Regions from separate parts of the Mus musculus genome. Here region 2 is linked to region 1. The links are chromatin contacts, called in public HiChIP or PLAC-seq maps. All regions are on one chromosome and are shown on one strand. Each heading gives the region's core, a stretch centred on a gene start, on an enhancer-like site or on the middle of the called end of the contact. The rest is flanking DNA. Distances are from core to core; before and after follow the strand shown.

What was found. HiChIP or PLAC-seq counts read pairs in DNA pulled down with a chosen protein or histone mark.
Region 2: an H3K27ac HiChIP or PLAC-seq map of thymic regulatory T cells shows a contact between it and region 1, with 5 times the contacts expected there. The contact joins two enhancer-like sites. A contact is called at or near these places in 1 of 39 promoter capture datasets (pre-B cells), 1 of 15 datasets of contacts at CTCF or cohesin (large pre-B cells) and 3 of 115 datasets of contacts at active chromatin or transcription factors (large pre-B cells, pro-B cells and thymic regulatory T cells).

Annotation. Positions count from the first base shown.
Region 1 is chr8:13,596,893-13,603,332 of GRCm38.p6, forward strand. It overlaps Rasa3 (RAS p21 protein activator 3), which reads right to left. Exons shown (of 24, transcript NM_009025.2): 5 at 1,322-1,398. Among named protein-coding and RNA genes, the nearest start is that of Gm34795, 16 kb to the left of the region's middle. Within about 2 kb of position 3,464, at least 135 of the 459 cell types and tissues checked have an H3K27ac peak or open chromatin away from gene starts, as enhancers often do. A contact at or near this core is called in thymic regulatory T cells, where this site is marked.
Region 2 is chr8:14,990,672-14,997,807 of GRCm38.p6, forward strand. It overlaps Arhgef10 (Rho guanine nucleotide exchange factor (GEF) 10), which reads left to right. Exons shown (of 29, transcript NM_172751.3): 27 at 389-563; 28 at 6,871-6,993. It overlaps Gm35149 (a long non-coding RNA gene), which reads right to left and starts at 5,893. Exons shown (of 2, transcript XR_001778521.2): 1 at 5,207-5,893; 2 at 3,463-4,058. Within about 2 kb of position 1,635, at least 273 of the 459 cell types and tissues checked have an H3K27ac peak or open chromatin away from gene starts, as enhancers often do. A contact at or near this core is called in thymic regulatory T cells, where this site is marked.

The sequences.
Region 1 (6,440 bases), core at 2,214-4,713:
AGTCTCCAGTCCCGAAAGGAAGAATTGGAAACCCAGTAAGTCCCCAAATCTTGAGTTTAAAGTACAAGAACTGTGGCGTTGTGTGTTTAATAGTCATGGGCTTTGCTCTTCAACTGAACCCTCAAGATGTGCCTTCGCTGAGTTGGTGCGGGGATGTTGAGTTATGGCACCATATTACCAGTGAGGAGCTCAACAGGGAAACACAGTATACGGAGATGTCTCGGAAGGTGGCATCTACACTAATTCCTGACCAAGCCTACGTGGGCAGCTTGGGTCCCACTGCTGCACTGAGGGGTGGGGTTGCTAACCTTCCCTTTTCATCTTTACTGGACAGCTGAAGGCGGCTAGGTGTGTCCAGTGGCCACGGCAGGATTAGTCTCTGACCCCCTTTTCTCAGGATCACTCTCCTATATCTTTATTGCAAACAGACTTTTTCTCTTGGCTGAGGCCTCCTTACAGCTCCTGAAACACAGCCACCACACTCAGGGTAGCGAGATGAAGGCTCAGCCAGTAGCCAGCCGGTTGTCAGTTTCACTGTGGGGTGTTCCTCTGTATTAGGACACAGCACAAGGCCTTAACTGTGGTGGACAAGTCTCTGTTCTTTGTAAGTTGCCTGGCCTCGGGTATTTTGTTACAGTAACAGAAAAACATGGTGGCATTCTTAATCACCAGAGCTCACTTCTACTTGCCCAACCACATGGAAGACTCTCCAAGACACAGCTTGAGTCCCTCGTGGAGGGAGAGGGGGCGCCTCTGAGACCTGAAAGCCATCTTGTTATAGTGGAGTAGCACTTGATAGAAGGAGAGGAAGCAATGAATCTGTCTTGTATATTTAGGGGCATGATATGAAAGGGCAGGTCTCAACTTGGTGTACAGTGCCAGGGTGGAGCCGACCTGAAGTCTGAATGCAAAGTGGAATGTGTCTATCTACATTCCCCTGGAGCCACAGATAGCTATAGAGCCTGCTACCCTTATAGAGGTGCTGCCGAGTGCTCTGCTGCTAAGTCCAGGGATTAACTCTAGCTAGGAGTGACCTCATGTGTCCATACCCACCCACGTGACCTCACTGTTGTTGCTCCAGTCCCCCTGCATGTCTGCTCATTTCTATTTCTAGCTCTGGAAAGCAGGGCCCCCTTCTCAGCTGAAGTGTGGTATGAAGTATGAAGTATTAGTAGGAAGTACGATTGAGTAAGTCAGGCTACCTGCAGGAGCTGCACATCACGCCCGGGGTGGGTAAGCATCAGCTCCAGGGGGGCAGGAGGGATGAGAGAGGCCACCTCTGGAGAAACGCAGTATGTCCTCAGTTCCCCAGGTGACTTACCGTGCAGCGAGTTTGTGGCAGACGACACCAGTGTCCGTAATGACCTCACTTAGTCTCAGCTCCAGGTGGACCTTGCCCTGTAAGGCACAAGGATGGTGTCACAAGCAGACAAGGATTGTGGGAAATCTGTGGCCCTTCAAGTGGCTGGTACTTGTGCCAGAAGGTGCCAGACCTAGAAACTCAGACTTGGAGAGGTAATGGGCTTAAAAGCATAAAAAAAGGACATGTGGACACGCAGACATGTGGCCCCTAGGAATGCTACGAATGCATATGTCCAGGGCATGTTATAGTGAGACCCAGCAGGAAAGACTCTCCCAAGAGGGCTGCGATCTCCATGGGGAGGCCAGAGCATTCAAGTCTCATTCTCCATGAAGTTAATTTTCATGAATGCTTCTAGAAGGGTGACAGGTAGCTGGCAACCCCAACCTCCTTTGTTTATCTCTACACAGTCACACCATGAGGATGAAGAGGGAAAGGCATCAGGAGAGTAGGCCCTGCTCCTTAGCAGTATCCACGTGGGATGTAGGACCTCCCGTGAGATGTGGGACCTCCCGTGGGTTAAGTGCACACAAATGTTAATCCAAGATGCCTGTCATTAGAGAAGGGGAGGCTAAACCAGAAAGTCTCCACGGCCTCTTGCGTAGCTACACTTGGGTGGTTTGCTTTCTGTGACTGCGGGTGTGAAATCCCCACATGAAATGCTTTCAGGAGTGTGAAGATCACACCAACATTCTCACATGTGAGAGGATCACACCTTTGGGCTCCTGAGCCTTCAAACAAGGCCTTGCCTAGGAGAGCCCAAAACTGATACCTTAGTTCACAGTAAAGACATCATACCTGTCTGTCACTGTGAGCTAGACTTTCACCTTATCAAGTGTCATTCTGTGGGGAGCCCCTCAGGGACTCCTCAGTGACCTCAGTTAGGTGTAGCATCCCTTCAAAGACAGTCATGAACTATTACCCTACTAATAGAGAGAGTAGCTACACTTGGGTGGTTTGCTTTCTGTGACTGTGAAATCCCCACATGAAATGCTTTCAGGAGTGTGAGGATCACACCAACACTCTCACATGTGAGAGGATCACACCCACGCTCTCCCGTGTCTTCCTTCTGAAAGCCTTTCCCTTAACCTTTGTGCTTAATTCTATATTCAAATATCTTCATTAAATCCCAGCGCTAGTTCATACTAGCCAGTCCTGAAACGAAATCCTCTTTTGCATCGACGCCACAAATCCTGATTTGACTTGAACTGAGGTCTCTAAATGTCTAGGGACACTCTTTCAGGCTTCTGAGGTGACAGTGAGTTCTGGATCTCCTGCCTTTGCCACCCCAAAATGCTGACATAAGGCGTCTGGGTTGTCTTGGTCAGTTTGACACAAAGTTAGAGAACTACCATTGAGAAATGTCGCCACAGGACTGGGCTGTAGGCAAGCCTATGGAGCATTTTCTTCATCATTGATTGATGGAGGAGGGCCCAGCCCACTGTGGGTCATGCCATCCCTGGGTCTGGCTGTCCCCGACTGTCCCAAGAAAACAGGCTAAGCAAACCATGAAGTGCAAAGAAGTAAGCGGCATCCCTCCATGGCCTCTGAACTGGCTCCTGCCTCCAGGTTCCTGTCCTGGGTGATGAACTGCACATGGTAAGGTAGAATAAACCTATTCCTCCCCAAGTTGCTTTCTGCCATGGCATTTAATCAAAATAATAGGAACCGTAACTAAGACAGAAGGACCATGAAGGTGGGTACCAGCTCTCCCCACGCCGTGTCCCTGCCCTCGGCTGTTTAGTGATGAGGAAACCTCCAAACACTAAGAGGCACAATATCGAGTGAGTTTTGTAGCTCCATATTCCATGACTGTTGGAGCTTGCCGGGTGCTGCAGTGGCCATCCCCGGCCCCTGAAGTTGGCCTTACCACCAGCAGGCCATTTTTAGGACCCAGCTGTGAGCTGTTCAGATGGATGGAGCTCATTTCATCTTTTAGCCTCTGAAAGGCAGAAGCACTGGGGTGAGGTAGATGACCCCACCTCCCACAGCTGATGGCAGCTGCCTTCCTGTTTCCTGTTTTTCCCACACACTAGCGGTGCCCCCAAGACTCAGCACAAACACTCCTCACTAGGGCGGCTCCCACCTCAGTGAGCAGCGGCTTCCGTTTCTAGAGGTCTGGGAGAGGCCAGGAGGAGGTGAAACAGCCGCCACCGCCATGACCCCTCTGCACCATGAAGGTGCTCTAGGCAAGCCTGTGGCCAGAAGTCTCTCTGGTTCTAGCCCTGCACATGATGGGCGTTGCCTATGGGGAGAGGTGTCAGGGTGGAGGCTGGGAGGGGCCTCTTGCCCTGTGGTCAGGTGGTGCACAGCAACCCATCAGGTTTACACCTGTGTTTCAGCCCTCAGAGTCATACTTTCTGTTCCCAGGTCCCATATCTTGGTTCAGTTAGCTCCTACAGCACAGGGTCAGGTGCCTTCCGTCTCTTCAAGACCTGCTGAAGGACAGACAGGTGGCTCCGAATTCACTCTGATCCGAGAGAGAAACATTATTTCATGGCCTGGAAAGGAAGTGCCACAAGTCTTCCCTCCAGCCTTGAGATGAATATCAAGAATGTCCGAGAACAGAGGCGGTGACAGGTGGCCCGGTTCCACTGTATGAGGTCCTGAGAGGAGCTAATCGGAGTTCCTAGACCTTGTCACACAGCAGGGACTACCCTACTGAGTTCGCTGGGGACAAGGGAAGTACCTTCAGCATCATTCATCAGATACATGGGGGGAAAACCAGAGTCCACTCTCAGCACTCACGGGACGGACTAGAAACTGGTAACCAAAAGAAACCCTCCAAATACACGAAGATTACGACTTCCAAATATCACTCTGGTTAGAGAAGTCTTAAGGCAAATTTAAAAGTATTTTTAAATAAATGAAAATGAAAGTACAGCTTAGCAGGATTCGTGGGATGCATGTTCTGGGAAGGAGAAAGACCCGGAATCAGTAAATTAGGACAGAGTTATCCTCCGAAAGCAGAAATAACCAAACACACACACACACACACACACACACACACACACACCAAAAACAGCAAAATCTGAAAAGCAGGAAGTGAGAGGAAATCAAAACCCCAAACAGATCCGCTGAAGAGATCGTTGAAGCGATAGACCTGTAGTCAGGTTACCCAAACAAAAAGAGAAAGACGCAACTTCCCAAGACCTCAGTGAGGGTGTGTCCAACCTGAGCATGCAAAGGAACGCCGCCTGTGCAGCAAGCGGGTTGTGGCCCACTTAACACCGAGGGTGTGTACTTTGGGAAACAATGACTGCCAACGCTGTTATGAAGGGGGCTGTCAAGGCTCCAGGAAGATGGACACAGCTCAGATCTCTGCTTAGTGTCCCCAAAAACTTAACTGGTAACAAAATTTCGAATGTATTGCTGCCTCATGAAACTGAGAGGACTCCTGGCCAGGTCATCATGAGAGGGTGGCTCCTTAAGGGACACTCCCCTCTAAACCATCCCTACCAGCCTGAGTGGTCACTAGGCCAAGGCAGGGAGAAATGTGGAGATGGCTCTAGGTGAGATTTGTGTAGCCAAGACCGGATGAGGCACGCACAAAACAAACAAACAAACAAACAAACAAAAGCAAACAAACCCAGAGGCAGGACTGGGCCAGGGAAGGAAGTCAACACTTTTCTCAGCTCCCATGCTTTCAAAAACCCCAGAGAAAAAAGTGGCCCTTGACCATGGGCAACCACTGGCAACCTTTTATATGATCTGACACTAAAGACACACTCCCAAACACTCTGGGAGAGGTGGCATGCCCACCCCTTCTCTGACCAAGATGGTATTTGCCTGTATGAATGGCAGATCTAGGGTGACATACCATATGTCCTGAATACATTACATGTCCATAACCAGTTCAGAAACACAGATATGGGGTGTTGCAGTAGGGGAGGGGCCAGTGCCATCCTTCTCCATACCATTCAGAACCAGAGGATGCTGGAGGCTGTGGGGCGCCACGCCAGCTGCAGCCCCTGCCTTCCTGACAGGGCCATCCCCGTAGCTGACGAGTCTCTGTGAAGGGAGCAGCAGAAGTGGCTGGTTCTATATAATAAAGCGGCTCATCAAAGACCTCTGAACAGCGTTGGTTCCAGAAGGAAGCAAGACATTTAGCTGTCTTTTTCTCCACTTCTAGTGACACATGGTTTCTCTTGTGGGCCCCGTTCCCTCTGCTGTAATGTGTGATTCCTTCCCACAAATTACAAAACAGGTGGATCCAAGAACCCAAATGCCACTCTCTCTGCCCTTCTAGAAACTGTAAATGTGACATTTTCAAAACAAGCCACAGCTGCGGAGCAAAGATGGCGGTTACCATTTAAAGGTCAGGCTAAGGGGAGGTGCCGCCTCCCTATCTCGGCCACTGTGAATGAAGTTCTAGTGTCACACTCACCAGAGAGGGACCGAGTCCTACAGAGACCTACTTATCCCTCAGCCCAGCAACAGCAGCGAAGACTTATTTTTTTTTAATTATTTTTTTTTGAGATTTATTTCTTTTTACGTATGTGGGGATTCTGCCTGCATGCACTACTGTGTGTCACGTGCATGCAGTGCCTGCGGTAGCCAGAAGAGGGCGTTAAATCTCCTGGAACTGGAGTTATAGTTGGCTGAGGACTACCAAGGGGATGCTGGGCTTTCTTTAATTATTGCTCCATTTCTCCAGCCTTTTCAATTGCCTTTCAGGATCCTAGGTCTCAGACGACTAGAGGGCTGAGGTCAAGATCTATTTTCACTGACATACACGCCAAGCTTCAAGGAAAAATTGAGCTGCCCCAATGATGCCTTAGTCACCTTCCAGCATTGAGAAGAAATCCCCCTCCAGACATGAGATTGACATATGCATCTATACCGATAGCTTTGTGGTGATAAAATGGTTCTGAATCTTGATTGTAGTAGCTGTGATACAAATGTGTACAAGGGCTAAAGTTGCAAAGACATCTACTAGCCCAGCAGTATCAATAACTCACATGGTTAACAGGTATGTAAAATGTGGTTCAGGCCCCCAGCCTAAGGAAGGCAGGGATCCTGACACAGTACAACATTCATGGACCTGTGATGTAACACTCGTCTAACGAGACCGTCCCAA
Region 2 (7,136 bases), core at 385-2,884, 1.4 Mb after region 1:
TACCCACGGCTGTGCTGCTCAGTGGGCTGGGTCTCCTTAGGGATCTAAGCCAGCAGCCATTCGCCCTGTAGCCCCTTTCATGTTGTGTTGAGTTTGTTCTCTCAGCTTGTGAAGGTACCATGATAAAAGGCAAGTAGCGTTGGGTTCTGTGAGTGACTTGCCTGCTCGGGGAAGCCTCAAGAGCGTTGTGCCCACGGGTGCTATTCTGTGGCTGTGAACGGAGGCCACTGCTCTGACAGTCACGGGTTTGATCTCTACCCAGACCCCATGATCCCCAGGAGTGACTCAGCCTAGCCCCGCCGTGTGGCATCTTTGCCCTCAGCACTGTTGTAGACTCTGGCTGTACCCCTCGATACCCTGTGTGACCTCATTTCCTCCATTCCCCCAGAATCAGCTGGAGGCCCACCAAGATGAAGGGATGGTCATCTCCCACATGGCTGTGGCTGGCGTTGGCATCTGGATTGCCTTCACCTCGGGGTCCACCCTCCGCCTCTTCCACACAGAGACCTTGAAGCACCTGCAGGATGTCAACATTGATGCCCCTGTGCATAGCATGCTGCCAGGTACTGCCCCCAGGAAGGCAGGGTTCTAATGTCCTTGTCCCTCATACAGCCTGCAACCGGGTCCCTCAGAAGGAAGGGGAAAGGGCAGCAGATGTTCAAGGGACATCAGCTGCTAAGGCACACATAGCCAATGTGGACCATAGCCCCTGGGTGTTCACATGTGCCCTGTGTGTATAGGCGCACAGCTACTGTGTGTAGTACTTGGCATGGCTTCATGTGTGAGCATGTATATGAACATGTAGCCTGTAAAGACAGGTATACATCCTGTCTACAAATATAATGAAGACTGCATTAATGGCCACAGTGGACCACATAGTGGCACCAGAGGCAAGACCGGGAAAAATAAATCGTCCTAAATATATCCATGGCCAATAGGAATCACTGAAAACTTTGAACAGGGAGAGGAGAGAGGCCATGCCAGGGTGGATTTGGGGAGGATGGTCTTGTAGGGAGAGGCTCAAGTGCATCTTGCTGGCCCTTTGTCCACAGGGTTCTGCCTAACAGGCTGCAGGGGGAGCGTGGGAGAAAGATGGGAACAGTGAGCACAGTAATGGGCGGAGTTAGAAAGTAAGTGATGGGCGTGGGGGCGTGGCCACTTGTCAACTCATGTGTTGGATAGCGTTTGCTAAGCCATTCCAGGCGCCTTGGAAAAGCATAACAACAACTCAGGGGTCATGATGCCGACATGAGGAGTGATGGGGAGGCAGAGAGGCAAGACAGGTGCCAACTGATAAGATCTGCTGAGACCTGAGGACACAAGGCATCTAGGGCTGCTGACCAGCATTTCCCTGTGGGATTGGCCGCTGACCGTTTTTTTTTTTTTTTTTTAGATAATTGTAGGCTATTTTATTTCGTTAGGAATATGGAGGGTTTTTTTTTTAAATACATGTTATTTTTAGAAAACAAAAGTGATTCAGCATCAAGGCTGCCCCCCGCCCCCAGCATGCTTCTGTGGATCATCTGGACAGGTGTTTGCTGTTGGCATCTGTCCTCGCCCTTAGACAGAAACCGTGTCAGAGTCACCAGCCGCCAGCACATGCTTGCATCCGGCCAGAGAATGCCCTGCACTCTCTATTGACATGGGAAGGGACAGGAGTTAGATTGTTCTGGGGCCCAGATCCTGACTCTGGTGCCCTGTGGCCTCCAGGGAAGCAGCTGTGGTTGCCATGGTTCCTGGAATCCTGAGAACCAACCACAGGAATGTGTGGGGTCACACAGTGCCTCCATCTGAGGGCAGGGGAAGGGGTGGGTGGGTGAGGGTGGGGGCTGCCTTGTGTTCATCTGCCTGCAGTTTCTGTCAGAGACTGGGAGAAGGAGGCATTGGCCAGTGAGTGAAGTGTGTGTGTGTGTGTGTGTGTGTGTGTGTGTGTGTGTGTGAGTGTGTGTGTGTTTATGAAAATAATCCTCGTACATGATACAGTGCAATGGAACAGCAAGACCATCAGGTGAACAGTGAGGCAGCTGTGAGGCTCTCCATCTTGCCGACCCTCTGTTAACTGGTGTTTCCCATGACCTCGGTGTGTACCTAATTTAAAAAAAATGACCTGTGGGCTGCTCTCCTCTGTCCGGCTTCCGAGCAGATCCACTGGCAATCCTTGCTACTGACTCAGGCCAGCAGGGTGCGTACGAACGTGCGAGGGCACACTTGCCCACTTCCTCTCCCCTGCCTGGTACTGACCCGGTGTGGGTACAGGCTCCTCCCTCCCAGGCAGGCAGCCAGTGCTGACTGGGAAACACTGACTAACCGGCCGGCTCGGGTGTGCAGTGTTCTGTCTGTAGCTGAGGTGCACTGCAGGGCACTCTTGTGTTTCTTTCCGCTCGCCTGTAGCCATGGCTGCCCCTCCTCAGCCTCCTGCTCTGCTTCCAGTTGGCCAAGCATTGACTGTTCCCAACCTTCCCTACAAAGCCTGGCCCTCCTTGGCACCACCAGATTCATGGGACTGTTTTCCATTTTCCAGAGGCCCACCCACCTCACCGATCAAAGGGCATGCCAGAGTCTCTTGAAAGTGTTATGGTTTGAATATAGCACTGCCCCTTGACAGCCTGTGGGTTTAAGGTTAGGGACAGTTGGACCATGAGGGCTCTGGCCTAATCCAACGGTGGCTTCATACTTCAATGGTGTTGAGAGGTAGAGGAAACTAGGAAATGGGGTGTAGTTAGAGGAGGCGTGTTGCTGGAGGAATGCCTTGGACACATGCCCCCCACCCCACTCCTCCACACAGCTCCTAACCTTTCTCAGCTATCATGAGATGAACAGCTTTCCTCCACACACCCTTCTGTCATATGCTGGCTTGCCAGCAGCATAGAAGCCATGGAACTACTGAAAGCATGGGCCGGAGTCATTTGTCCTTTTAAGTTGCTAATGTCAGGTATTTGGTCACAGCCGTGGACGATGGACTGATAGAAGTCATGTTGGACACAGCAGGGGTGGGGGAGACCCTCTGTCACAGATTTTGATCTGCTTCTGTGTAGCTCGTTGTGCTTCTTATTCGTGTGTGGGTGGGACAGACAGGTGTGTCAGACCAGAATGGACTGGGAAGCCTGGGGCTGAAGGGAAGACATTCTGCAGTGTCTTGTGCCAGCTATTAAGTGGCTTCCACTCCACCTTTGGGAGGCCTTATCAGGCTCTCAGCCTCCAGTGTTCTTCCAGTGGTCTTGTGGAGCTATCCCCAGCCTGGCCACTAGGGAAGACTAACCCAGTCGAACTCTGCCTGAACGAGAACCCCCGTTCTGTCTCCCATGTCCAACAGTAGTTCCTAGCATCCCAGAACATGCCTGGTGGGCTGTCTGATCTCTGGCACACACACACACACACACACACACACACACACACACACACACACACACACACACAAACGCTGTGGTTTAGATAGAATAAAGACAGTGTTTCAGAGCAGTGTTCACCGCAGCCTGAGTGTTTGAGCCACTAATGTACTACTGCGCGCAGAAAGTGCCCACGCAGGCGTGTGTGGAAACAGCACAGGCAAGCGTCTTTTCATGTCATTGTAAAAACCCAACTGGGTCCTGCTGATGGAGACACACTGAGCCAAAAAGAACAAAATTTCGAGAAAAAAAAAAGATGCTGTAACCATCAGAACTTAATCAGAGCACTCTCCTCTAAGACCACCCTGTGGACCACATGAATTGGGGTCTCAGAAGGTCGCCTTCCCCTTCCTCGTAGAATTCAGTTCTGAGGCCGTTCGGCACAGGCTCCTAACGTAAACCACCACACTGTGCACTCTCGGCCCAGCAGTAGACCTTAGCCAGGGGCAGGCGTGGGACTCAGCGAGCAAAGAAACAGAAGGTGTGGCTGCAGTGTGGGAAGGCCCCAGGCAGCCCCGGGGTTGCTGCACAGGTGTTTCCTGTCCTGTCCTCTGAACTCAGAGCAAGCAGAGAGGGGTGACAGAGGTGCTGGGCCACACTCAACCTCCTGTGTCCCCGTGGAGCGGATACAGCGTCCAGAAGTGATGCAGTCAAGTCAAAGGGCCAAGTTTCCTATTAAAAAAAAAAAATGAGTGTGAGTCTTCTAAGTGCCACGGCCCTAGTCATCAGGGGGCTGTGAGTTATCTTGTGCTCATGGCTATGTGTGGATGGGGGACTGTGAGTTAGCTTGTGCTCATGGCTATGTGTGGATGGGGGCTGTGAGTTAGCTTGTGCTCATGGCTATGTGTGGATGGGGGCTGTGAGTTAGTTTGTGCTCATGGCTATGTGTGGATGGGGGCTGTGAGTTAGCTTGTGCTCATGGCTATGTGTGGATGGGGACTGGATGGGGGCTGTGAGTTAGCTTGTGCTCGTGGCTATGTGTGGATGGGGGCTGTGAGTTAGCTTGTGCTCATGGCTATGTGTGGATGGGGGCTGTGAGTTAGCTTGTGCTCATGGCTATGTGTGGATGGGGGCTGTGAGTTAGCTTGTGCTCGTGGCTATGTGTGAATGGGGACTGGATGGGGGCTGTGAGTTAGCTTGTGCTCGTGGCTGTGTGTGAATGGGGAACTGGATGCAGGCACACACACAGCTGGCACTTGGGCAGCATCTCTCTGGGCAGCTGGGGGGTGACCCGGGCAGCCAATGGCCAGTTCCTGGAACAAGTTTGTATTTAGTCCCTAAATAAAAAATAGGAAATAGCAGCATCTGGGGCTCACTTGCTTTCTTCCTATTATTAAGGCCCTTTTTTTCTTAACGACATGGGGCAGTGTTTGGGGATCGTGTGTGAGGCCCTGTTACATCGCCCCTAGGCACCCTTTATCTCTGCATCCATGCAGGGTTTCTGTCTCCCAGCTTCCTGCCCTTCCCCTCTAGGTCTCATCCCACTGTAAGACACTACCATGTTAGTCTCTTCATTCTCCTGGGGAAACACACTTCCGACAGAAGGGGCAGCTTTGAAAAGGCAATGGAACACTTCCCAGATTCCTACTATACTTAAGATAATGTAGGTGTAAAAGTGAAATTTCTCTGAAAAAAATACACACACACACACACACACTGTTTACATGTGGGAGAATCGAAGAGAGAATGAAGGATACAAGATATATTTCTGGATGAACAGAAATATCTAGCGACTCTTTCATCCTTCGTGCTTTGATGATAAGTCATTTTTAGAAGCTACCAAATGAGATGACATTACACACATGAGAAGCCCGGTTTACCTGTTAATTGTCTTTGAAGTGAGATTGTTCACAGCAAAAGTATTTCACAGGCATCTCTAAAAGCCCAGATGAACACTCTAAAAGCCATGAATTCAAAAATTCTTCCTTGTAGAAAAAGTAAAGGAAAGTATGTCTCCCAACGCAAAACCTTTTAGGAGTCAGAAGAGCGCAACCGTGGCAGGCTGTGATTTGTGGAGCTTTGCGTGCAGTTGATTGGCAGCCTGGGTCCGTGGGCGTGGCTGGTCCTCAGGCCCCTGCGCAGAGCACAGCTGAGACCTTGGGGTGAGGATGTATCTATCCTCCGAGGTTCCTAAATCTGTCTTAAAAAGGAAGTGCCCACAGACTCACTGGAACTTTCCATCCTCCCATCTGTTTTCCTGGCTCAAGGCAGGGCGACAGGTGGAGGAAGTGGCTCCAGTATGTTGGGGTCGACTCACACAGCAGTCAGCAGTAATGGCGCGGAGCGGCTCTGGAACTTCTCAACAGCTCTTGAAAGGCAAATCAGCTGCTCACAGAGTTCCAGGCCACTGTGGGATCAACTGCGGTGCATCCGTAAGGTGCACGCCATTACAGATAAGACAGACATCTAGAATCGCAGGGATTAAATACCGCGAGCTTCTGGAAACTTGTACAGATCACTGTTACGAAGTTTTTTTGTTGTTTGGGTTTTTGTTTGTTTTTAAAAAGCCTTTTCTTTTTAAAACATCTGTTTTGAAGTCTAAGCATTTCATAAAAGTGGCCTCTGAAGACACGAAGTCCACTTGGGCCCCAGTGTTTGCCTGTCCTTAGCGTGAACTTTGTGTCAGAGGCAGATATAGCAAAAATAACCTTTGTTCTACAGAAAACGAGTCAAAGGGCGCTCCCTGAGCAAACTCCGTGCCTCCCTCTGTGCTGGTTGGCTTTGGGCCCAACCCCAGGACCAGTCTTAAGACTCTTTGAACCCAGTGTCACTTTCCATGGCCGCAGAGTGCCCTTGCAGGCTTCCTGATACTCTGGAGCTGGAGAGACTGAAGATAACCCCCCCCCCCGCACCCCCCCCCCCACACACACACACACATTCACCAGGCAGTGACACCCACTCCTCCCAAGGCCCCCTGCTGGCCTGCTGGCCTGGTTACAGAGCAGGCTGCCAGAACAGCCCAGGCGTCCCAGAGACTACTAGCAACGTGATTTCGGGCATACTTGAAGTGAAAGTCTGGAAGCCCCGCAGACAGTGCCTCTTGATTGCACTGTGCTGCCTCTGTGTGTGTGTGTGTGTGTGTGTGTGTGCTGTAAGAGACATGTGTGTGCACACGAGAGGGGGGGGGGTGGGGAAGGAGGCCCTTGCAACTGTGTGGAAGCAGATGATTTCGATAGCTCTGGGTTGGTTCACCTCGAGCAAGGCTGGTCTGAAAACAGACTGGAGACCTGCCTGTGTGATGGCTGCTATCCAGTTGAGGTGCACTGACAGAACCCCCCAAGGACCTTGTCTTTCTCTTCTGGTTGAGGAAGGCTCAGCACAGGTGTGAGCATCCTAACAGCTTACCCTGCCACAAGGCTTAGGAGACTAGAGAGACTGGCCTTGATGTTGGGAACATTCCCCAGCCTCACGCCCACCCCCTGCTTCCCACCCAGCACTGCCGCCTGAGCGGGCATCAGACACTTTCTTTCTCTCTCTGACCCAGGGCACCAGCGTCTATCTGTGACCAGCCTGCTCGTCTGCCACGGCTTGCTCATGGTCGGTACCAGCCTGGGTGTCGTGGTGGCCCTGCCAGTCCCTCGGCTTCAGGGTATCCCCAAAGTGACAGGTAAGTGGACCCAGCGGTGTGCCTGCCTCTCCTCAGAGCAGCTAGGAGGAGAGGCAGCTGCTGTCCTGTCATCTTTAGAGAACTGTAGGGTACTTAGCAGAGACATAACTTGCTCATTTGCATGTTCTCTTTATACTTCTGCT